7 separate regions of the Mus musculus genome follow, and all the other regions are linked to region 1. Evidence: chromatin contacts called from public ChIA-PET, Hi-C, capture Hi-C and promoter capture Hi-C data. All regions are on one chromosome and are shown on one strand. The core of a region is the stretch at or near the end of the contact, and the rest is flanking DNA. Distances in the headings are between cores, read along the strand shown.

The links. Promoter capture Hi-C pulls out the DNA fragments that hold promoters and counts their contacts. A called contact is a pair of places that touch in the nucleus more often than the background predicts. ChIA-PET counts read pairs in DNA pulled down with a chosen protein or histone mark. Capture Hi-C pulls out chosen DNA fragments and counts their contacts.
Region 2: a contact with region 1 is called in an RNA polymerase II ChIA-PET map of memory CD8 T cells, with 13 read pairs. The contact joins the promoter of Senp1 here to the promoter of Amigo2 in region 1. A contact is called at or near these places in 3 of 39 promoter capture datasets (hippocampal neurons, liver and pre-B cells), 2 of 115 datasets of contacts at active chromatin or transcription factors (memory CD8 T cells and regulatory T cell precursor) and 1 of 9 other capture datasets (adipose tissue).
Region 3: a contact with region 1 is called in a promoter capture Hi-C map of adipose tissue. The contact joins the promoter of Scaf11 here to the promoter of Amigo2 in region 1. A contact is called at or near these places in 3 of 39 promoter capture datasets (the 3T3-L1 cell line, hippocampal neurons and pre-B cells) and 1 of 9 other capture datasets (adipose tissue).
Region 4: a promoter capture Hi-C map of pre-B cells shows a contact between it and region 1, with 2.1 times the contacts expected there. The contact joins the enhancer-like site here to the promoter of Amigo2 in region 1. A contact is called at or near these places in 7 of 39 promoter capture datasets (the 3T3-L1 cell line, 3T3-L1-derived adipocytes, hippocampal neurons and 3 more).
Region 5: a contact with region 1 is called in a capture Hi-C map of embryonic stem cells, with 2.9 times the contacts expected there. The contact joins the promoter of Col2a1 here to the promoter of Amigo2 in region 1. A contact is called at or near these places in 2 of 39 promoter capture datasets (the C10 cell line and liver), 1 of 115 datasets of contacts at active chromatin or transcription factors (large pre-B cells) and 1 of 9 other capture datasets (embryonic stem cells).
Region 6: a contact with region 1 is called in a promoter capture Hi-C map of liver, with 2.8 times the contacts expected there. The contact joins the promoter of Vdr here to the promoter of Amigo2 in region 1. A contact is called at or near these places in 1 of 39 promoter capture datasets (liver), 1 of 115 datasets of contacts at active chromatin or transcription factors (pro-B cells) and 1 of 9 other capture datasets (liver).
Region 7: a Hi-C map of CD8 T cells shows a contact between it and region 1, with 2.1 times the contacts expected there. The contact joins the promoter of Hdac7 here to the promoter of Amigo2 in region 1. A contact is called at or near these places in 12 of 39 promoter capture datasets (the C10 cell line, the SN4741 cell line, embryonic stem cells and 6 more), 2 of 15 datasets of contacts at CTCF or cohesin (embryonic stem cells and large pre-B cells), 5 of 484 Hi-C or Micro-C datasets (B cells, CD4 T cells, CD8 T cells and 1 more), 8 of 115 datasets of contacts at active chromatin or transcription factors (T-cell acute lymphoblastic leukemia, astrocytes, embryonic stem cells and 4 more) and 2 of 9 other capture datasets (adipose tissue and liver).

The regions. Positions count from the first base shown.
Region 1 is chr15:97,245,732-97,248,671 of GRCm38.p6, reverse strand. Amigo2 (adhesion molecule with Ig like domain 2) reads left to right here and starts at 1,385. Exons shown (of 2, transcript NM_001164602.1): 1 at 1,385-1,699; 2 at 2,075-2,940. The coding sequence starts at 2,133. Pced1b (PC-esterase domain containing 1B) reads right to left here and starts at 1,565. Exons shown (of 6, transcript NM_172293.4): 1 at 1,508-1,565.
Region 2 is chr15:98,092,005-98,094,944 of GRCm38.p6, reverse strand. It overlaps Senp1 (SUMO1/sentrin specific peptidase 1), which reads left to right and starts at 1,376. Exons shown (of 18, transcript NM_144851.5): 1 at 1,376-1,662. It also overlaps a transcript of Pfkm not described here.
Region 3 is chr15:96,459,407-96,462,346 of GRCm38.p6, reverse strand. It overlaps Scaf11 (SR-related CTD-associated factor 11), which reads left to right and starts at 1,504. Exons shown (of 15, transcript NM_028148.2): 1 at 1,504-1,745. It overlaps Gm41408, which reads right to left. Exons shown (of 2, transcript XM_030248866.1): 2 at 1-2,303. The coding sequence ends at 1,438.
Region 4 is chr15:96,487,884-96,490,823 of GRCm38.p6, reverse strand. No RefSeq gene overlaps it. Among named protein-coding and RNA genes, the nearest start is that of Gm41392, 5.1 kb to the left of the region's middle. Within about 2 kb of position 1,458, at least 74 of the 459 cell types and tissues checked have an H3K27ac peak or open chromatin away from gene starts, as enhancers often do. A contact at or near this core is called in pre-B cells and stem cell-derived epiblast-like cells, where this site is marked.
Region 5 is chr15:98,003,334-98,006,273 of GRCm38.p6, reverse strand. Col2a1 (collagen, type II, alpha 1) reads left to right here and starts at 1,550. Exons shown (of 54, transcript NM_031163.3): 1 at 1,550-1,865. The coding sequence starts at 1,781.
Region 6 is chr15:97,906,864-97,909,803 of GRCm38.p6, reverse strand. It overlaps Vdr (vitamin D (1,25-dihydroxyvitamin D3) receptor), which reads left to right and starts at 1,508. Exons shown (of 10, transcript NM_009504.4): 1 at 1,508-1,569.
Region 7 is chr15:97,830,082-97,833,021 of GRCm38.p6, reverse strand. It overlaps Hdac7 (histone deacetylase 7), which reads left to right and starts at 1,527. Exons shown (of 25, transcript NM_001378971.1): 1 at 1,527-1,663. The coding sequence starts at 1,645. It overlaps Gm33636 (a long non-coding RNA gene), which reads right to left and starts at 2,336. Exons shown (of 4, transcript XR_001781759.2): 1 at 1,717-2,336.

The DNA of each region.
Region 1 (2,940 bases), core at 136-2,635:
GAGGTTTTCTTGGGGGAAGCCCGGGGGTTGGGGGTGTGCGTGTGGTCTGATAGGAATCTTAAACCTATTTCTCTGGGGAAATGAAGAATGCACCCCTGGAGCACACTAGGCTGGATGCTTGTGGTTTTAAAAGTCAATCTTTAGTGAAAGTGAAACTAACAGGAACCAAGTTGCCCTCCCTTGAAAACCCTGAATCGCTGAGCTCTCCCGGAACCAGTCCACATTAACGCAACACACAGGTCCATCAGATCCATGCCAAAAACTCACTCAGGAAGTTTTCCGATAAATTTAAGGATGCCGTGGGGGGGGGGGGGGATCATTTTGGTTTTTAAAGTTGTATTCATGTGCTCTGCCCTCACTGTCTCCCCAATTTTGTCTACCTTTCATTGGCTCCCTAAGCCCTTCTACTGTGGCTAGCATGGTTTTTTAGGGACAGTAATTTATTTCTTTTAATCCGTACACAACGGCCAAATGGATCACTTGGCTCAGTCAAATCCCATCGTTTAAGCCTTTAAACAAGAATGGATTTGTAATCGAAAAGCCCACCAGCTTCAAGCTCTCTCCCTCATTTTCACATGGCCTTGTTCAGCTTGTGCCTTCCGAGAATGCTAGCTCAGTCTACTGGAGCCCTGGTGGCTGTAGGGCCTCTAGGGGACAAGTCCTTCTGCGTAGCCACCCCTACCGAATTAATCCTAGTCCTGAAGCCGCCAGCGCGACTCTGGATTTTTTTTGTTTTTGTTTTTTTTGTTTATTTTTTTTAAAGGCTAATGCCCTTATCTGTGCATTCCAACCGGAAGCCTTCTTTCCTGCCCCTTTGCTTCTAGAGCTGGGCCCGGTGCCTCGGGCCGCCGTCTCCGAGTTAGGAAAAGGGCTCGAACTTTCCCAGGGAACCGGGGGGCGTCCCCGCGGCGCCTCCGCACCCCCTCCCCCCGCAAAGCCCCGGTGGTGCCCGAGGGAACGCGCCGCGGCCCTCGCTCCTGTCCTCCTCCTCCTCCTCCAAACCCGGGCGGGGACCCCAGCAAGCACCCGGTGCACAGCGCCCGCCAGGCCCCTCGCCCCAGCCCCTAAAGCCAGGCTCCGAGATCGGGGTGGGGTGCCACCTGCGGGCCACCGCCCGCGGGCTCCGGCGCGCGGCACCCCGGCACCCTGGGCGGCTCCCTACCGGGCTGGGCGGCTCCCCCGCGGGCGCGGGGCGAGGGGCGCGGGGCCTGGGGGTGCAGAGTCGCAGGCCTCGCTGCGGTCCCACCCGGCCGAGAGGCGGCGCGGAGCCCGCACGGGGCCGCCTCTGCGATTGGCTGCGCCCCCCCTCCCCTGCTCCGCCCGCCGCGGCGCCCGAGGAGCGAGGACGCGGGGACCCGCCTCCCGCCCGCTCCCGACCCCGGGCGCACGGGATAAAAGGCGGGCGGCGGGCGCGGGAGCCCGGGCCCTGCAGCCTGCGAGCGCCACCGGCGGGCCGGCTTCCCCCGCCGCCCACCCCGCTCCCGGCGCGGCCGAGCTCCGGCGGTACCTGCAGCCGAGCGAGAGAGCCGGGGAGCCCGCGCCGCTGCCTCGAAACTCGCCAAAGTTGAGAGGCTGCCGCCCACCGGGAGCTGGAGGGAAGGTGCGAGCGCGCGGGGCGCAAACCGGCAGGCGGACGCGCGGACCTTCCGAGCGCACCGCCGTCGGCGGCCTCTCCGAGCCGCTGCGGCTTCCCAGCGCTGTGAGTGGTCGGCTAGACCGACGGCTGGCTAAGTATTTCCGTTCAATTGTTTATGGGATGCGATTGTGTGTTTTTGTGTGTGTCGGTGGAGGGAGTTAAGGCAGAATGCATCCTTTAGAAACAAAAACACACAAAAAAGCCTGAGTTTCTCATGCTGAGACTGTCGCATTGAGAGAAGGTACCTGGAAATCTCACTGAGTTGGAGTAATCTAGGAAAAATGCATATAACAGGTTCTTTATTAAAAAGCCACCCCTGTTGGAGATGGAACCCATTTCAAAAGTTAATTGGAATGAAAGCAATTACGGAATAACTCTAACGGGTTAACTAGTGGCAGTTAACTTGTACTTTTCTCCCGTTTTAAATGTTGTTACCAGATTGGTGGGAGACTGAGCTGATGAGAAGCGACTGGCAAGAGACTCAGAGGCGACCATAATGTCGTTAAGGTTCCACACACTGCCCACCCTGCCTAGAGCTGTCAAACCGGGTTGCAGAGAGCTGCTGTGTCTGTTGGTGATCGCAGTGATGGTGAGCCCCAGCGCCTCAGGAATGTGCCCCACTGCTTGCATCTGTGCCACCGACATTGTCAGCTGCACCAACAAAAACCTATCTAAGGTGCCCGGGAACCTTTTCAGACTGATTAAAAGACTGGATCTGAGCTATAACAGAATCGGACTGTTGGATGCCGACTGGATCCCGGTGTCGTTTGTCAAGCTGAGCACCTTAATTCTTCGCCACAACAACATCACCAGCATCTCCACGGGCAGTTTCTCCACAACCCCAAATTTAAAGTGTCTGGACTTATCATCCAATAGGCTGAAGTCGGTAAAGAGTGCCACATTCCAAGAGCTGAAGGCTCTGGAAGTACTGCTGCTGTACAACAACCACATTTCCTATCTGGACCCCGCAGCGTTCGGGGGGCTTTCCCACTTGCAGAAACTCTATCTGAGTGGGAACTTTCTCACACAGTTCCCTATGGATTTGTATACTGGGAGGTTCAAGCTGGCTGATCTGACATTTTTAGATGTTTCCTATAATCGAATCCCTTCCATACCGATGCACCATATAAACTTAGTGCCGGGGAGACAGCTGAGAGGCATCTACCTTCACGGGAACCCATTTGTATGTGACTGTTCTCTGTACTCGTTGCTGATCTTTTGGTACCGTAGGCACTTTAGCTCCGTGATGGATTTTAAGAATGACTATACCTGTCGCCTGTGGTCTGACTCCAGGCACTCCCACC
Region 2 (2,940 bases), core at 127-2,626, 850 kb before region 1:
AATGGATTGTTCTCAGTAACTAGTTTACTACCTCTAAACGATTCTATTCCTTTAGTATTAACAGAGGCAAAGCAGAACATATCACTACCAGTTAGAAAAGAGTGGAAGTTCTCTTTAAGTCCTGACTTACATGTTTGGGGGTGCCCACTGAGTATCAACAAGGACTCCTACTACAAGTCACCCCAGATAGGTTAGAATAATCTATAAATTAAATAGAAATCAACACCCTTCCCATGTTCCATGTTTCTTGTTCTCAGCTCCCAAGTCTTCCTCCTTTGCCTGGGATGAGGATAGCATCTCCCTTATACTTGTACAAAGAAAACACCCCAACACGGTGACAAAATATTTTTCCTACTAGGAATAGAAAACAAGCCCGTCGACCCCTTAAGTTTATAATTCTGCCAGAAGCTCTCATCCTGTATAGCTCTGAGAGAACATATCCCTTGTCACTATAACATAATCAATGGTACCTGTGCTCTGAGTAGTCCTGACTACTTGGCGAGACTCAATCACGCACATGAAAAATCTCAGCTGAAACTCCTCTCTACGCATGGCTACTTCCTAGAAGTAAAGAAAGTTTAATCCAAATAAATAGATCCATAGAATATTTAAAGTGTCAAAGGTCAACATGGTCTAGGTACACTTAATACCACTGGGTTTTAGGACTTGGCCATATAAAAATATCAGCATATAAGGTGATATAATCGTTTATATACATAACAAGTCAGGATCCCCTGAAGAAACAAGTTTATCTCCTTATGCTTAGAGAATAGATGAGGCTGGCAGATTCCAGAGGCTTTTCTTTCTTCAAGAGTGAATTCAGACAGGCAGTCACCTGGGTCTAGAATACTATTCTGAAGCCTCTTTCCAAATAGGGCCTGCGCCAGAGGCGTAATTAAATTAAGAAGCTCGGTAAGTAATTTGAATGAACAAGTTAATTTTTCCTCCATTCTGTCTTTAAAAGTCTGGCATTGATTACATGTTTAAGACCTCTGGTGAATCCCACTAGAGATCACTGTTTAAAATTATTCCAGTTATATAAGGCTAGGTGTGTTGTTAAGAGTCTAAGCTAAGGTGTTCCCAAAGTTTCTTAGTCTCTGCTCTTCCCCCTAGCCCCACTTCCTGTGATCAGTCAAGCGTGTCAAGCGTGACAAGATGCACACTAATTTTCAGAAGCTAGAGGTAAAAATCAATTTAGAACTCAAAATGAGGATTTGTCGGGGAAGGCGCAGGTTTCCAAACATCTAGGGCCCTAGCGAACAGCTGCCATGGAAACCTGTGCGTAAGCCAAAAAAAGGTCACCGAACGGAACCAGATGACAGCGGGTCAAGGAGCCGAGGGACAGAGAAAACCAAAGGACGGCGGGCGCACTAACAGTACTCCAAGTGCGACGAAGAGAAAAAGCCCCAGTCTGACAGGGTGACAGGGAGATGGAGACGCGAGTCAAACGCTCCCTCCACGTCTCGGGCCTCGCCACCTCGCGCAGGCGTCCCGCGAGCCTGTAGCTCGCTCTTTGACCTCTTGTCCCACCCCCTTCCCTCCTCCGCGCCCGCCAAACGGTCTTCCGGTAGAGTAAAGAAGGTTCCGGTTCCCGGAGGTTCCCGGGCTTTGCGGTCCGCGCCCGGCCGGAAACCCCTTTGCCTAGCAGCCGGTTCCGGTTCGGTGAGTGGCGGCGGGAAACTGGGGGAGGGGTGAGGATGGAGGGAGACCGGGCCGGGAGGCTGTGTCAGGCTGGGCCCGCGGGCCTCGGCGGGGCCGAGCGGAAAGGAGGACGGCGGTGGGGACCGTGCCCTGTCTTCCGCCCCGCCCCTTGGGACCACCTCCATTCCCCCCTGCTGCCCGGTCGCGGCTGCCTGGCCCGGGTCTGGTAGTTGGGCTCACTGAGGCCGCCCTTTCAGCCCTCCGGTCTCCCGACCCGCGGAGAGGCCATCTCCCCGCGGTCACAGCACGGCCTCCTTCTACATCCCACTCTACTTTTCCAAAGAGAGAAGGCCGGTTGGGATCGCGGGAGTTTCCCGCCAGAGCAGGGTCCCCGGGAGGAAGAGCTGTTCTCTACGAGGAAGTTGAGCTGTCGCTCCCACCTGCTTCGCCTCTCTTCTTCCTTGAAACCTGAATGCTACTCCTCGCCTACCGAGTCTCACGTAAAACAATTCTCCAACTCTTTTTACCCTGTGATAATTCCCTGGGATGTGATATTGCTAGAGCCACCACCAGAGAGAAACGTCTGGACCCTTCTGCATAGGTTATGAAAACCCCCTTAACTGCCGCCGTCTCCTTACCTGGCTCATCGCCTCTTGGTAATGAATTCCCTTGAACCTTTTCTTCGTATACCCTAACGTGATCTTTCTGGATATATGCTGGCTTCCTCTTGTCTTGAGCTTGGTGATTTCTGTTTTATCAGTACCTCTACAGTTTTTCTGTTATCTTGTTGGCAATAACTTGCTCCTTTATCACTTTTAAGGCACACTTGTTAAAATTACTTACTTCACGTGGCATACTTAATTGTATTTGGAGTGATGGTGATTCTTGCAAAATTTTGTATAGTCCTTTTATGTGCAATCAACCATTTGATGTAGGGTTTTCGATGTAGTAGGACATTCTGGATGAAGTAAAACATGTTTAAGTATTCTTCATAAAGATGATTTGTATTCACGACTCTTGCTGAAATGTGGATTACTGCCCTTGAGGTTACAGTGACACCTGTAATAGTGACCTGAACCTTCCAGTTAGACTACCTGTCCCCCCCCCCACCCCACCCCCTCTTTAAAGAGCTTCATTCCCTGATTTCAGTCAATTATCCAAACGGCAAACGTGGGTAGCCTATCACTCATCTGATGAATTAGGTCTGGAGAGGGAGTGGATGAGTTTACAAACAGGTTCTGCCACTTGTGGCTAAGGTGATGTAATTTTCTTCTTCCACTGTCTTCTCTTTCTCCTACC
Region 3 (2,940 bases), core at 255-2,754, 790 kb after region 1:
GTTAGGCAGGAGGAGCCTTTTCTCGTGCTCTGTTACCCAGCACGATGGCTACAGAGTGAATTTTAAATGTTGCGAACACAAAAGGTAGAGCAATAAATTTGAAGTAGGAGATGTGGAGTTTGAGGATCGGTCTGCACAGTGAGACTCTGCATTAAAAACAAAATAAAATACATACAAAAGAATATCACATCTTCACCGGGAATTGCTCTTACTGATAAAATTCTCTAGGGTGAATTCTGGACCCCGAGTGTACACAGGAAAGCTAAACTTTATCTCTGCAGGATGGTTAACAGTGCCTTTGACTTGATTCTGTCACACAACAGTTTCAACAGGTTTTTAGGTTTTCTTAATCACCAGCTTCATTCGTCGTCATTACAAGAGAAAGGTCCCTCAGAAAGTCTTGTTTCATCAGAACAAAGTATTTTAACACCTCTAAATCACTGCGAAATACTTGCACACAGGAACACCACATTTCCAAACCTATGAAGATAGCTCACTGACACTGGGAGAGACAAGGCTGCCATTCATTGCATTCCTAAGCGGTTATTTACCCAGTCCCTTGCTGGTGCTCGGCTCTGTGAAGAGCTTAACGAGACATCATCCCAAACTTCGGTGTGACGTGACGGGCACTGAACAGCCAAGTAGCACAGGATGAAGATGCCAGGGAAGCGACAGGATCAGAGAGGAGGGCAGGGGACGCTGCTGGGCTGGAGGTAGGGAGGGAACAGCCTGGGTTGGGGTGGCCAGGCGACAGCGTGGATTGCAAGAGGACAACTAGGAAAAGCTAGAGCGTGGAGCAGGGGGTGAAAAAGCCAGCGCCTGACGAAAAGCCTGTAAAGACACCTCCGAGGTGAAACAAAAGATCCGAGGGCGCTGCAGGGCAGGAGGACATCGCAGAGTGACTGAAAGTGGAAGCACTTAAAGCCAGCCAGGCTCGGCTAGCCTCGGGGACGCGGGCTTAGGGCGTGGGAGTGTGTCCCGGGCTGGCAGGCCGCCGCGCACGTGCAGCGGGCGGAGTACTTCATCCGTGCCAACTACGCACGAGTTCTTCTCGGGACTGCAGTCTCTCCAAAACATCTTTATTGTCGCCCACGGAGCCTGCCAGGAAAGGCCACGACCAGAGAGAGCGCGGCCAGGGCGCAGGGGCGGGGGTGGGGATGAGGGGGAAAGGGGTGGAGCGAGGACTGAGCACGGCGCGTGCGCGTAGCGCTCCGAGCGGCAAGAGGGCGGGGCAAGAAGAATGTTTCCCAGAAGCCCCGGCCACTCGCAGACGCCGGAGCTCCCGCTCTCCAGCCGGGCGGCGTGCCCCGCCCACCACGTCCGTCCGTCCGTCGCGGCTCGCGGGCGCCCCCTGGAGGTCCGGGGGAGTACGGCAGCGCCCGCGAGCAGGTAGCGTGCGGCGGGTCCAGCCGCCCGCCCGCCCGCCCGCCCGCGTCGTCACCACAGTGCGCCGACCTGTGGCGGCGCGGCTGAGCCCCGCGGAAGGAGGGAGGGAGAAAGGGAGGGAGCCGCCAGACACGGCGGGGGAGGGGAGCGGCGGTGGCGCAAGCGGCGCGGAGCTAGCGCCGCCTGCCCGGGTCTCCTGCTGCGTGGCTGCCTGCGTGCTCCCGACCCGGCCGTCCGAGCCAGCCCGCGGGCCGCGCGCGCTTCCGAGCGGCCGGAGGAGTCCATGGTGCAGAACTTAGCGGCGGACTGACGGAGACCGGGCCTCCTGCGCCGGCGCGGCCGCGGGACCTCGGCCTCAGGTAAACACGGCGGGCCGGAGAGAGCGGACGAGGCGCCCCGGGGCGCAGCGCAGCGCGGCGCGGCGGGGGCGCGGGCCGGGCGGGCGGGCAAAGTTTGGGGCTCGCGCGCGGCTCGGGCGGTGTCTTTCGCTGCGAGCAAAGTTGGGAGCCGCGGCCCCGGGCGGCGCGGGGCGGAGGTCCAGTTTGGGCGCGCGCGGGGCCTAGGAGCAGAGCGGGGCGGCGCGGGCTGCGGGGCCTCGGCCGAGGCAGGAAGGGGCTCCAGGCCCGGCCCGCAGCTCCCCCACCCGCAGTGGGAACGTGTCGGCCGTGCTTCCGGGCGCTCCCAGGCTGGCCCGCTTTCCCGTGGAGTTCGCGTTCGTCCCCGAGCCTCCGGGTCCCGCTTGTGAAACCAAACTTCACTAGGCTGTGACCTCCCCGGCGCCTGAACGAGGAAGCGCTGGCCGGCGCCTGGCCTCGGCCTCTCCCTCCCTCCCTCGGCGGCCGCCTCCCCACCCCCGCCGTCGTTTTTAAAACCCGCTGCCCGGGCTGCCCGCGGTCCAACCGGCCGGGAGATCGAAACTCAGCCCCGCTCAACCCCGCCTTAGAGCCGGGGACTGAGTACCGATTAGAAGATTGGCCAATGCACGCTCGTCTTCCGCACGGATCTCGAAGAATTTAATTTAAAAGACACCTGGTTGCAATTGAGGGCAACAGTCCCAGATTGAAATGGTGACCTACACTCCCCATGCGTTGATCTGTACAGTATCGTATTCCGGTAGTCCGGCTAATCATCTGCGTGTGTGAGGTAGTAAACAATACAGAATGCAAGTTTTACATGCTGATCGTACTACGTAAAACCGCGGCTGCTTCTCATTCATTTTGGATTACATTTTGGCTACCATCCTTATATACTAGCAGCGAACTAACGAAAACTGACGAGAAAGTTTTTTAGTATGCCTTGACTAAGATATGGTAGTATTCAAATTTCCCCCAGTTTGGGCAGTTTTCTCTGAATTTTGGGGAAAGTATATCAATAAGTACGTTTTTTTTCATTTTTCAAGGAAAAGATAACTCATGTATGATTTATTTGCCGCAGCCCCACAACAGTGAAGGCAATAGATTCTTAGCCCTTTCATTTAACCGGTATTTTTAATAAAATTTTATTGGGTAATTCTGTCTCTCCACACCATGTTTCCACCCCCACCTCCCCCTCTGC
Region 4 (2,940 bases), core at 209-2,708, 760 kb after region 1:
CCCAGAGCTCGTGTCTCTAGCTGCATATGTAGCAGAAGATGGCCTAGTCGGCCATCAGTGGGAGGAGAGGCCCTTGGTCTTGCAAACTTTATATGCCCCAGCACAGGGGAACACCAGGGCCAAGAAGTGGGAGTGAGTGGGTAGGGGAGGGGGTATAGGGGACTTTTGGGATAGCATTTGAAATGTAAATGAAGAAAATACCTAATAAAAAATTGGGGGGAAAAGATTTTGCTAAAGAGCTAGTGGATGGAACCCAAAAGGGTGAGGTGGAAATCATGGTACCATTAAAAACAAATTGTTAAACATCTAGGTAACCACAACGGTCACCGACTGCGTGCAATACTAATTCGAGAAATATAAAATGGTGAAAATACATTAAAAACCAGAGGGGAGTAATGAGAACCTTCTTATCTCTCCAGGAGCTGAATAAACACACAATTATATCAGACACTATGACAGCATGCTAACAGTTTAGGAGTGATAAACAAAACACTAGATACAGAATGTAAAAAAAAAAAGTCCTTATTAGTGGGGGTGGAGCTAAGGATGTGGGGGTGGAGTCTCTAGCACTGTGACTAGTCAGTGCTAGAGAACCTTGCTGTGACTGGTGAAATTCTTTGACTCAGGTGCTGTGGTCTCACGGGTACTCCTGGCTGCTCTGAGGTCTGAATTTACAGGATCACTGGAGGAGGAGGAGGACTCCTCTCCCTCCCCTCCCCTCCCCTCCCCTCCCCTCCCCTCCCCTCCCCTCCCCCTCCCTCTCCTCTGTCCTCCCCTCCCTGTGCCCTGAATAAACTCTCTTCTATACTATAAAGTCATGTCTAGTCCCTCACAGAGAAGGGATGTCTCAGTATGGGCCCACAGAGGCACTCCCTTCCCCCACACCAAACATTCCTTCTCTCCTTCTCTTTTTATAAAACACAACAGTAGAGGGAATTTGGAAAGTAATATCCAAATTATTATTGCTAAAAAAAATTATTACTACCACACTGACGGTTTTTTGAAGCAATGCAAGCTAGGGGTTGGGGAGATGGGGAGTGGTCAGGAGCACTGGCTCTCCTAGCATAGGATGACAGTTCAGTTCCCACTACCACAGAGCTCACAGCCATCCATAGAGGGCTCCGTCCAGAGGATACGATACCTTCCTCTGGCCTCCGGGGGCACTGTATGCAAGTCCCACACAGACACACACGTGGACAAAACACTTATACACATTAATTACGACTAGATATATCTTTTAAAATGCAAACTCACGAAAATCTAAGGTGCATATCAAAACTCAGGCTCTACATCAGACTCTGAGAGCAGAAGCTCATCAGAGGGGGAAATGGCATCGTTGTATCGCTCTATTCAAGGAACTCTATCTAAATTCAAAACCCGCGGTTGGATAAGCAGCCTGTTTAAAAGACGTCTAAATTATCCAGGGTGTGCAATGCTTGCTTCCGCAACAAGGACCTTTTTTTGCCTTCACACACTGCGCTTTAAACTTCGTTCTGGAACTGTCTGGAAGGTGCCAAATACCAATAGCCTCTGGCTGCTCGTAAAATATTTAGAAAATATTCCATAAAAATCTCCAAACAGCAGCTGAGCTACTACATAATTGAGCAACTGGAAAACCGACTTTTACTCTCGTGATCAGGGGGTGGCAGGGATGAGTCTTCCAGAGCCCTGCAGGCAAACAGTGGGAGTGAGAGAGCCAGCGAGTGGGTGTGGCTCAGGGTCTAAGAGCCTCAGGACACAACTGGCCCTGCTTTGTTTCCCACGGGATTTGGGGCCAGAACTGTTTCCTGAGCTCATCATTTCTGCAAAATGGCACTTGGCTCCCCAGGGTCTCCTCCTTTTTTTTTTTTTTTTCTCGTTAATTTGTAGCAGCTTGTGGATGTTGGAGAGGGTGTGGATTTCCTTTGCATTGGTCAATAAGCAACTGTCTTCAGGCAGAATTGTTTGGCAGATTTATTTATTTATTTATTTATTTATTTTTATTTAGAGTACCTGGTTTTTAATTTTTCTAAGTCCTGGCCCTGAGACTCAGTTTCACTGTTCTAATATGAAAAGCACAATTTCTAGAAAGGGAGAATGGCTCAGTGGGTAAAGGTCCTTGTGGCCAAGCCCGACAGGCAGAGAGACAAACCTCCAGAACCCATAAAAGGAGGAAAGAGCTCACTCCTGTAAGTTGTTTTCTGAGTTCCACGTACGCACCACAGCGTGCGTTCCACACACAAGCAAGCAAATCAATAAATACTAAAAACAGGAAGGGGCAGAAAAGAGACAAGCAAGGTCAGCTTTGCACAGCTGTGTTCCAATATGTTTACGTTATATTCCGTGGGCACACGCAGGAGAACGGCTGGGTTTGTTCGTTTTTGATTTGTGTTTTGTGTTTCATTTGGGACAGGGTTTCTCGGTGTAGCTCCGGCTGTCCTGGAACCCACCAGGCTGCCAGGCATGATCTGTTATCCTCGCCTGGAGTACTGGCTAGAAGCAAGCTCTTGAAACAGGCAAGGTCCCGCTGGCATTTCCCATCTCTTCTTTGCCACCGGTGTTGGCCTCGAGGGAAATAACTGTTATCATATAAAGATGCAGGGGGTAGAAAGTCTCTGCCTGTTACCAAGAACTGGGTTAGAGGCGCATGGTTATACGACGCAGCCGTTCCATTGCTCAACGAGGCTCTTTCTTTTATGCTTTATGCTTATGATAAGGTCTCGCTGAGTGGCCCACACCAGCCCTTTTCAGCTCTCTTGCTGGTCAGCCTGTTCTGGCATTCTTTGTCTCTAACTCTCCTGTGACCTCCATACCCAGCCAGCAAGTACATGGGTGCTGGGGACCTGAACTCCTGTCCTTACACTTGGGGGGAAGCGCTTTACCTGCTGAGCCATCGGCTCAGCTCTGTTTTGTTTTGTTTTGTTTTGTTGTTTTGTTTTGGTTTTTTGATTTTTTTTGTTT
Region 5 (2,940 bases), core at 301-2,800, 760 kb before region 1:
GATCTAGCATTGAACGAAAATCCTTGAATAGCCTGGGAAGGTGTAAGAAAGACTCAAGCAACCCCCACCCTAGACTGGTTGAAACCCAGTGGCATTTTACATTAAAAAACAAACAAACAAACAAACAAACAAACAAACAAAACACTCTCTACTTCTCCAGCCAGTACACTTGCAGGGAAATTACGTTCTACACACTCGAAGTTCTTTGTTTCCATCCTGAGAAACCCCAAAGTCTGAGGTGGTGTGGTGTGCTGGGTAAGCCCCCACACACTCCAGCATTCCCTGGGAGTGTCGGTCAGGTCCATAGAGGTGGCTTCTCCCAAGGACTTCCAGCTTCCTGGAGGAAAGCAACACAGAAACCCACTTCGAGACAAAGGAGTTACTGCTTAAATCAGGTCTTAATTTCCAAGTTTCACTTTGCTTAAAGTTCACCGGAGGACCATCTCACTCCTGAAGGAAAGATGTATTTGGGGACTCATCCTCACCCTCTTGTTCTCAAAGGAGACTTCCGGGAACATAGCAAGGGCTAGGCCGAACCTCCGCAGTTTGGGCTAAGGTGGGGGGGTGGGGAGCAAGGAAGGTAGGTGAGGCTGGAGGTCCAGGGATAGGGGAAGACTTGGAGAATGAGGTTGGGGTGGGGGAATAACTAGGAAACTCTGGCGCTTTCCCCGCCCCTCACAAAGCCGAGTCCAGCTGGAGCCACCTCCAGACTCTCTGGCCAGAGCCTCAGAGTGGCCAACAGTCCCTGGCCAGCGGTTGCTCTATCCAGGCTAAGGGCACCCACTCCCCTGGAGATTCCTGAACCTGGGCCAGGAAGAGCCGAACTAGACAAGCGTCTCCAATCCATCCCGTTTTGTCCCCGGGGTTGTCTGCAGTCCCGTTAGTCCCTTCCCTGGCCTGTTCGCCCCTTAGACCTCCACACAGGTCTCCCTCTGTGTAGGAATTCACCAGACCCTGTCCTAGCCACCCGCTCAGTTCCCCCTTCTACCTAGGCCTTTTCTAGCTAGTTGGATGGGGGATGGGTTAGGGAGGCTGTGGTCCCCGAGACTCCAGGTGGGAGCTCACGGGCAGGTACTCCGCAAAGGAGCTGGAAGGCAGGTCTGGAAAACTGTCCCCCAGATTTAGGATTCTGGACAACGTCCATCTGCTCATGCTTTGGTCCCCCACGCACCTCCCCGCCTCCTAAATTCCCCATCCCCACCTTTCTTGCTCCTTTCTGTTGCTTCGTCCTCTCTGCCTTGGGTCTAAAACTCCAGGCTTATGCCTCTGCAAACAACCCCCTCCCTTCTAACCCCAGCAGAACTCCGAGGAAAGGGGCCCGATGCTCCCCCCCTTCCCGCCTGTGGTTAGAGGGGGCAGTGTGGCAGTCCCAAGTGGGGGCGACCGGAGGCTGTCTCGGTGCCCCGCCCGATCAGGCCACTGGGCACATTGGGGGCGGGAAGCTGGGCTCACGAAAGGGGCGACTGGCCTTGGCAGGTGTGGGCTCTGGTCCGGCCTGGGCGGGCTCCGGGGGCGGGGTCTCAGGTTACAGCCCCGCGGGGGGCTAGGGGGCGGCCCGCGGTTTGGGCCGGTTTGCCAGCCTTTGGAGCGACCGGGAGCATATAACTGGAGCCTCTGCCGGGGGAAGACGCAGAGCGCCGCTGGGCTGCCGGGTCTCCTGCCTCCTCCTGCTCCTAGGGCCTCCTGCATGAGGGAGCGGTAGAGACCCGGACCCGCTCCGTGCTCTGCCGCCTCGCTGCGCTTCGCCCGGGCCAGGCTCTGCCAGGCCTCGCGGTGAGCCATGATCCGCCTCGGGGCTCCCCAGTCGCTGGTGCTGCTGACGCTGCTCATCGCCGCGGTCCTACGGTGTCAGGGCCAGGATGCCCGTAAGTCGCCCGCCGCCCCTGCCTACTTCCCTGACTTGTGACCCTTTTCCTCCTACTCCCTCCCCCAAGTACTGGTCCGGGTTAGGGCGCTAAGTCCTAAGCGCAGAGTATACAGGAGTACACTGATCCTAATTCTGCGAGTAAGGACCTCTGTCGCAGCATCTTCAGTGAGAGTCACGATTGGAGACTTTCTCAGGTCCCTGCGTTAAGCAAGGATATGCAACAGGTTTGAACACAGACGCATCACCTTCCACCAGCTTTGACCAGGACGTTTCGAGCTCAGTAAAAGAAGCCCCACACTTAAAAGTAGGAGAGAAATCGAGAGACGCCTACGGGTTGATTTATCAGCCTAGTCTAGGGGTTAGACGCTGCAGAACTCAAAGGGGCGCTAGACAAAGAACTAACTCTGACCCTGATGGGTTGAAATCTGAGGCCACAAAGAAAAAGCGGCTCCCGGCGACTTCAGCGCAGCTCTCCAGTCCCCTCCGCTATCAGGCTGGCCCACAGTAAGGTGCAGCCGGGCAGCCCTTCTTTGAAACTCGGCTCTCCCCTTGCCTCCGTTAGGCTGCAGGAATTTGACACTGAAAAACGTTGACATTGCAAACAGACCTGCTTTCCAAATGTGTCCCCAAGAGCACCCACCCGCACACACACACACTGTATACCCTACAATGAGTTACTTTACAGCGTGTGTAGCCGTGGATGGATATGGGGTCAGGCTAGTGACCTGCGTATGGCTATCGTTAGAGGTGGCAGCTGTATAGCCTCGGTCCAAGGGCGGTTCCCGCACCTTTCCATCTCCTCCCTGGGTAAGATCCACTGTCTGGGATTATATTCAGGACAACCGAAGCCTGGAAAGTGTATTAGGTAGAGAATTTTCTTCCACGTGTTTGGGCACGTTTCCGACGGGTAGGGTTCCAGCCCTGTCTTTCTCTGTATGTTACAGACTGTTAATCAATCGCAGGTGAAACTGTTTGGACAGTAGGTGGGGATCAAAGACCCTCTGCCCGTGAGACTCTGTGCTCTTTCCCCTGCCACCAGGCTGTCTCCAGAGATGCTTTAGAAGGAGGCGGGC
Region 6 (2,940 bases), core at 259-2,758, 660 kb before region 1:
GTATGGCTTATGTAGGTGCACATCTTCCATCGCCTCCTGCAGAGGCTCACGGGGGGGGGGGTTGGGGGGGTTGGGGGGGTTGGGGGTGGGGGGGGGGATTTCAAAATGCCCTAAGGTGTTGGCTGTTGAGACTCCCTCCTGTGCTTTTCTTCTTGAGAGAGTCAGCTTTCCCCTGATGTTCTAGAAAGTGATTCTTTCATTTAGAATAAATGATTTCTTTTTTCATTTAGAATAAACACCAGCCTGGGAGGGCTCCCAAAAGGCCTCTTCCATTCATTCATTGAGTTTAAACACCATGTGTCACATGTTTTCTGAAAACGTTGAAGCCTTCCCAGAATGTTTCCACTACCGTCTCTTAAAGAGCTCCTCACAGCTTCCCCTCAGACCCCACTGTCTGGAAGCTCTTTCTTCTATTTAGCCTCCGTTGGTTTCTTGGGGACAGTCAGCAAGAGCTGGAAGGGGCAGTATTTCTTCCACTCTAACACCTCTGTGTGAGGAATGAGAAGTGCACTAACCGCCAGGCTGGGCTCTCATCCTCCACTGGTCCACGGCTTGGTCTGTGCAAATCACTGGGTTCTCCACCTCCCTGTCCCCACTGAGCCTCCTAAACATTATCTTTCCTAACTACAGGAGGTCACCAACTGTCCAGTGACATTGGGGGTATCTGTATTCTAGAACACCCTTATGTTTATTTATGCATACATCTCCTACTCAAAAAAGGGACCCCTATAGACTGCGGAGCACGGAGCGTGTGAGTAGAGTAATCTTTATCCAAATTTTTCTACAATGAGTTCTCAGGAGCCATGCACAGTTCCAGGTCTTGAGGTGAACTTTGTGCCTTTCCTTCACACCAGGGTCTCGGTGGCAAGGGATGATCTGGGAGGCAGAGACCTCAGAAGCTACAGCAAGGCTTGCTGGAATGAGATGCAATTAGCCAGGAACATGCTCCGTCGGTGTAGTTAGCAGAAGAACGTCAGGTAGGAGAGAGGACGCAACTCCAACCTCCAATCTGGTTTTCTTGGGCTAATCCTAACCAGTAGAGTCCGGCTGAGCGCCCTGCAGGAGAAACTCACCTGAGGTTCCCCATCCGGCGCGCGCAGAGAACGGCTCCCTGCAGCGCGCCGCGGGCGTCGGGGTCCCGGGTCAACTCAGGTACGGGTGACACACCTGGGGGAGGCGTTTACAGCAGATTGGGTAGAACCACGGCGGCAGGGGTGGGTGGTGGCTACATCACGGATCATCACAGGCAGAAACGTGGATTTGCACACACGACATCATCAAATACTGTTCCACGGAAGGCAGACGCCTGTGCTGCACTGTGGCTGGCGGTCCTGGAGCCCCTCACAAGGCAGGGCCTCCAAGGCGACAGTGCAGTGGTTGATTCCAAGTCAAGAAAGTTTCAGGGCTTCAGAGGACTGAACTTAGTGGGCGTGGTTGAGGGGCAGGGCGGTCCGGGGGCGGGGCCTTGCGGGGGCGGGGCCAGGTGCTGAGCAGTCTCTGCTTGTCAAAAAGCTGCTGCCGAGCCCTAAGCACGGGAAGCGCCGAGCTGTGTGTCCACCGCCAGACCAGGTGCGGATCGGGGTGCAGGGGGAAGGGGGTTCTGGGTGAGTGGTTAGACCCGGGGCAGGCGTCTGGGATCTAGAGGTCTCAGCGTTCGGGTGCAAGCGCTAGAGTCCAAGACTCGGAAAGCAAAGTTGGCGACTGAGATCCGGGCTGTGGTGCCATGAGGTTGGGACTCTGAGAGGGCACCCAAGTCTGAGAAAGCTGAAGTTCGTACGAGGCTGGCGAGGGGACAGCCACCTCCGCGATGCTCAGGCGGCTCAGCGTGGGAGTCCTTAGCTAGGAGGGTGCTCAGCGCTGGACAACAAGAAGCGTTTGTTTCTTTCCTGGGACGGGCGCTTTGACTTGGAGTGGAGGAGTAAGAAGGGAGTGATTGGCTGTCGATGGTGCTAAGGTCTCTGGAGGTGGAGTGTGTAGAGCCTGTTTATTACTTCGCGGAGCCATGTGTGATCACCAGTGATAGTGGAGTGGAATCTTTTATATGGAGTTTTTTCCTTTTGTGCTTGCCTTTCTAAAACCGCCGGTGCTTTGAGACCAGTGTGCTAGGTTTCTCTTTCAGGAGAGCCTGTCCACAGATGTCCAGAGGGACTCGAGGGTGAGCGTGGAAATTGAGAAAGGGGTTTTAAGGACTAGTTTCTGTTTGGAGAGTGAAGGGACTTGGATGCAAGAGGCGAATCTAGGTAGGATCTGCGTGTGATCTCCAAGTCCACTGTCTCCACTATGACTATCCCCTACCTGAGGCTGAATCTGCCTGGGCTCTGGGAGCCTTGGCTCTCTGAGTCTGAGCAACCCTCCTCCTCCTGCTGTTCCTCCTCCTTCTGCTCCTCCTCCTCTTCCTCCTCCTCCTTCTCCTCCTCCTCCTCTTTGTGGTGAATGAGTCAGCCTCCTGTCTGGGCCCAGCAGCGGTAAGAGGGGCCAGAGCCTAGGCAAGCAGTTGGGCAGGCATTTTCTGGGCATTGCAAATGTTCCCTTGGACAGAGTTCAGGTCTGCCTCGATGCCCCGAGGAAAGCCATCTTCTTCATGACACAGGAGGTGGGGGGGGGGGGAATGTCAGCAAAGGCTGATGGGCAAGGGATGATTCCAGGAGATGGCCACGAAGAGACAGTGGCTTTGTGGTAAATCCTCACCTCTTCCTATTCTTAAGAACTAGAGGCACATCCCAGTACTGTGGAGTTACCAGGCACTGGTTCCATTTCTACCTTGTCAGGTACCCATCTTGTCCCGTAAGGCAGGCATGCAGGAGAAATCAGAAGGCCGAGGGAGCAGAAAATGCAAGGAATGCTCTCCCCAGGCTAGGGAGGAAGAGTGGACTTCTGAGGGGCAGAGAGCAGTTGTCTGGACCCAGGACCGTCAACTCTGTAAACTAAGGGTTTTTATAT
Region 7 (2,940 bases), core at 278-2,777, 580 kb before region 1:
GTAATAACGGTAACTACCTCTGAGCAAAGTACCAGGAGACACTGGGCAGGGATGTGTGTGGTGCCACATTGCAAGAGGCCATGGATGCTAGGGCAAGGTTGTAGTACCCATTAACAGGTACAGAGGAGTTACACTTAGCAGCTGAACAAGGGCACATGAGTCTAGACCTGTGTGTGACCTAGCAACATGGCCAACGTCCCTCTAGGCCACTCAAGACTCTGGCTTCCAAGATATCACATCTCTAGGTCTGCCTCATTTTCCCCTTCTAAAGGTTCTTGGAGTTCCGAGGACTCAGAGAGTAGATTGGGACCAGAAGGAAGCTGCCTTTCAGTGGCGGGCACCTCAAGGGCAGGGGAGCATAGTGTTCCTGGTGAATGACCGCTCTCCCTTCCCAGTTTTCTGACCTGCCAAATTGCTGGAGGCAACAGGACTGACAGGCCAAGCCAGGAAACTCAGTGGGAAGGTCCTCGGCCCCTGACCCTTGAATCTGACCTCCTCCCGTCTAAGATGGGGGAGAGGCAGGGAGGGCTTCAGTGCAAAGCCAGTCCTCAGCTGAGTTTATTAGCTGAGGGAGGGCTGGAGGCGGCTGCATTCCGACTCACAGACTGGAACATTTCTGTGATCCGCTGTAATGCACTGGGGGACACTGGGCACATTGCTGAAGTTTGACTCATAGGGTCCAGGAGTGGGGGGGCAAAGGAGGGTCATTGTGGAGGGAGAGGAATGGAAGAGGAAGAGGAGAGGATGGAAGGAAATCCCTTGAGAAAAATTTTTTTTAAGTTTCGAAAACTGCACCACCCCCCATCCCCTTTTTTTTTTCTTTTAATAGGAACAGACTGGACCCTTCTGCTCCCCTCAGCAGACAGTGGGGGCGGGGGGTGCCACTGGGGTTGGACTGGCAGTGGTTCAAATCAGATCCTGAAGTGTTCCTGAGGAGAGTCGTGTGTGTGTGTGTGTGTGTGTGTGTGTGTGTGTGTGTGGTGTGTGTGTGTTAGGATGGGGCAGGGGTGTCCGTCTGGGATTCCTTGCTCGAGACTCCAAGCGTGCCCTGCTCTCCCTGTGTGTAGCGCTGCCCTCGTTGACTTAAGTGTGTAGATGTGTGCACAGGAGTCCTTCCCCGAAGCGTAAAGCACCCTGGCTTGTGTAAACATGGATGCACGCCCGTGTACGCTGTGTATGCACGGGTGCGTGCACTCAGGTATCTGGGTTTCCGGGAATTGTGCGCGGGGCGCAGCGCCGCGCGGCGGCTGGGGCTTCCGCGGCCGCGCGCGGGTCCGGCCGCGTCCCGCGTTCCGGGTTCGGCGCTGCCTCCCGGGCGGTGAGCCGCGCCCCGCCGCGATCGGTGTCTGCCGCCAGGCTGTGTGCTGCTGAGCGAAGCCCGGGTGGTGTGTCCCAGGGCCGCCAGCGCCGGCCCCCTCCCTCCCCTCCCCCTTGGCCCGCTCTCAGACTCAGATAAAGCATTTCCTTCCATTGTCATCCTACCCGGCCGGCCAGGCTGCCAGGGCCCTCCCCCTCCCGGCCCCCTCCCTTCCTCTCGCCGTCTCACAGTCGCTCTGCAGCCTCCGGCGACCGGGGGGATGTGAGGCCGGCGCCCCGGCCCCCCGCCCGCCATGAGCCCCCGGCTCTGAGGGCCCCGGCCCCTGGATGCACAGCCCCGGCGCGGGTGAGTACCGGGCGGCCACCCCCTCCCCGTCCGCCCCGCCCTGCGCGCGGCACCCTGCGCTGCTCGCCCCGGCTCCCGCTCCGGCTGCGGCTGGGTCTCCGGCCGGTCCGGCTGGCCGGGTCCTCCGCGCGCCCTGGACCGCGCCCGCTCGCCCGGGCTCTGGCCCGCTCGCTGCCCCGGCTGGTTCCGGGGCCGAAGGGCTCCGGCCTCCTGCGGGGCGCCCACATCCGCCCGCTCCCGGGCAGCGACAGGCCCCGGGGAGGCAGTGGGAGGCCCGGGGCCGCCTGTGCAAGGGCCGGGCGTCCCGTCACCCTCCTCCCCGGGATCCGGGAGGCACGGCCGGCCGCCGAGGCCCGGGAGGGGGCGGTGCTCCGGGACCAAAGGTTTGGAAGCGGGAGGGCAAAGGCTAGGACCCACTGAACTGGCGCAGAACTTGCAGGGCTGGACATCAGCGCCCCTGTCTTGTAGAACTGGGCAGGGCCCTACTCAGATCCTGTAGCTGAGGGAAACGTCCCCTGGAGGGGTACTGGGCTGGGAGATTTCTCTGAGCATCACCCCTTATCCTTGATCACCCATCATAGAGAGACAGACACTGTGTTCAGCCTAGCAGTGAGGACAGTTAAAGGCGTGGGGAAGTGGGGGCCGCAGGCTGAGTACTGAGAGAGGTAGGGAGGTGGGGAGCTGGATCTAGCCCCCCCACCCCCACCCACCCCCAGTCTGATAGTACTGAGAAGTATGAGAACCCGGGCAAATCTGGCAACTGAACTGTCTTTTCGCCACTGCGATTTCTCCGCCAATTGAGTTGGAAGAAAAACCTAAGTCCTGCATGCAGGTCGCTTAATGAGTCCCACTTATTTCTCACTGGCTGCCGGTTTGGGGCCGACTTAGGGCTGACCATTGGTTCCCTGAACTATCCTTGCTGGCTGTCCAGCACTCCCCCAAAGCATCCTGCATCATCTGGCGGGGTTGGCTTGCTGCTAAGTATCCCTTCCCACATCCCAACGCAGCATCTGCTTGAGGCCCAGTTCTGCCTGCCAAAGTTTCAGGGTGATAATAGGACATTGGCCCTCGGTGGCCCTGGAGGGAGTGCAACATCTGGAATCAGGAGCTAGTCCTCCAGACTTTTACCTAGATTTGCTCAAATTCCATTGCAGACTGTCACTTTGGTTGGTTTCTATCCTCTAACTTGTACTTAGGTGACCCATTTCTTCCCAAGAGGACCCCCATGGGCTGCGGTCGTGCCTCCCCTCTGTGCCAACCTTCCGAGCCTCTTCTCC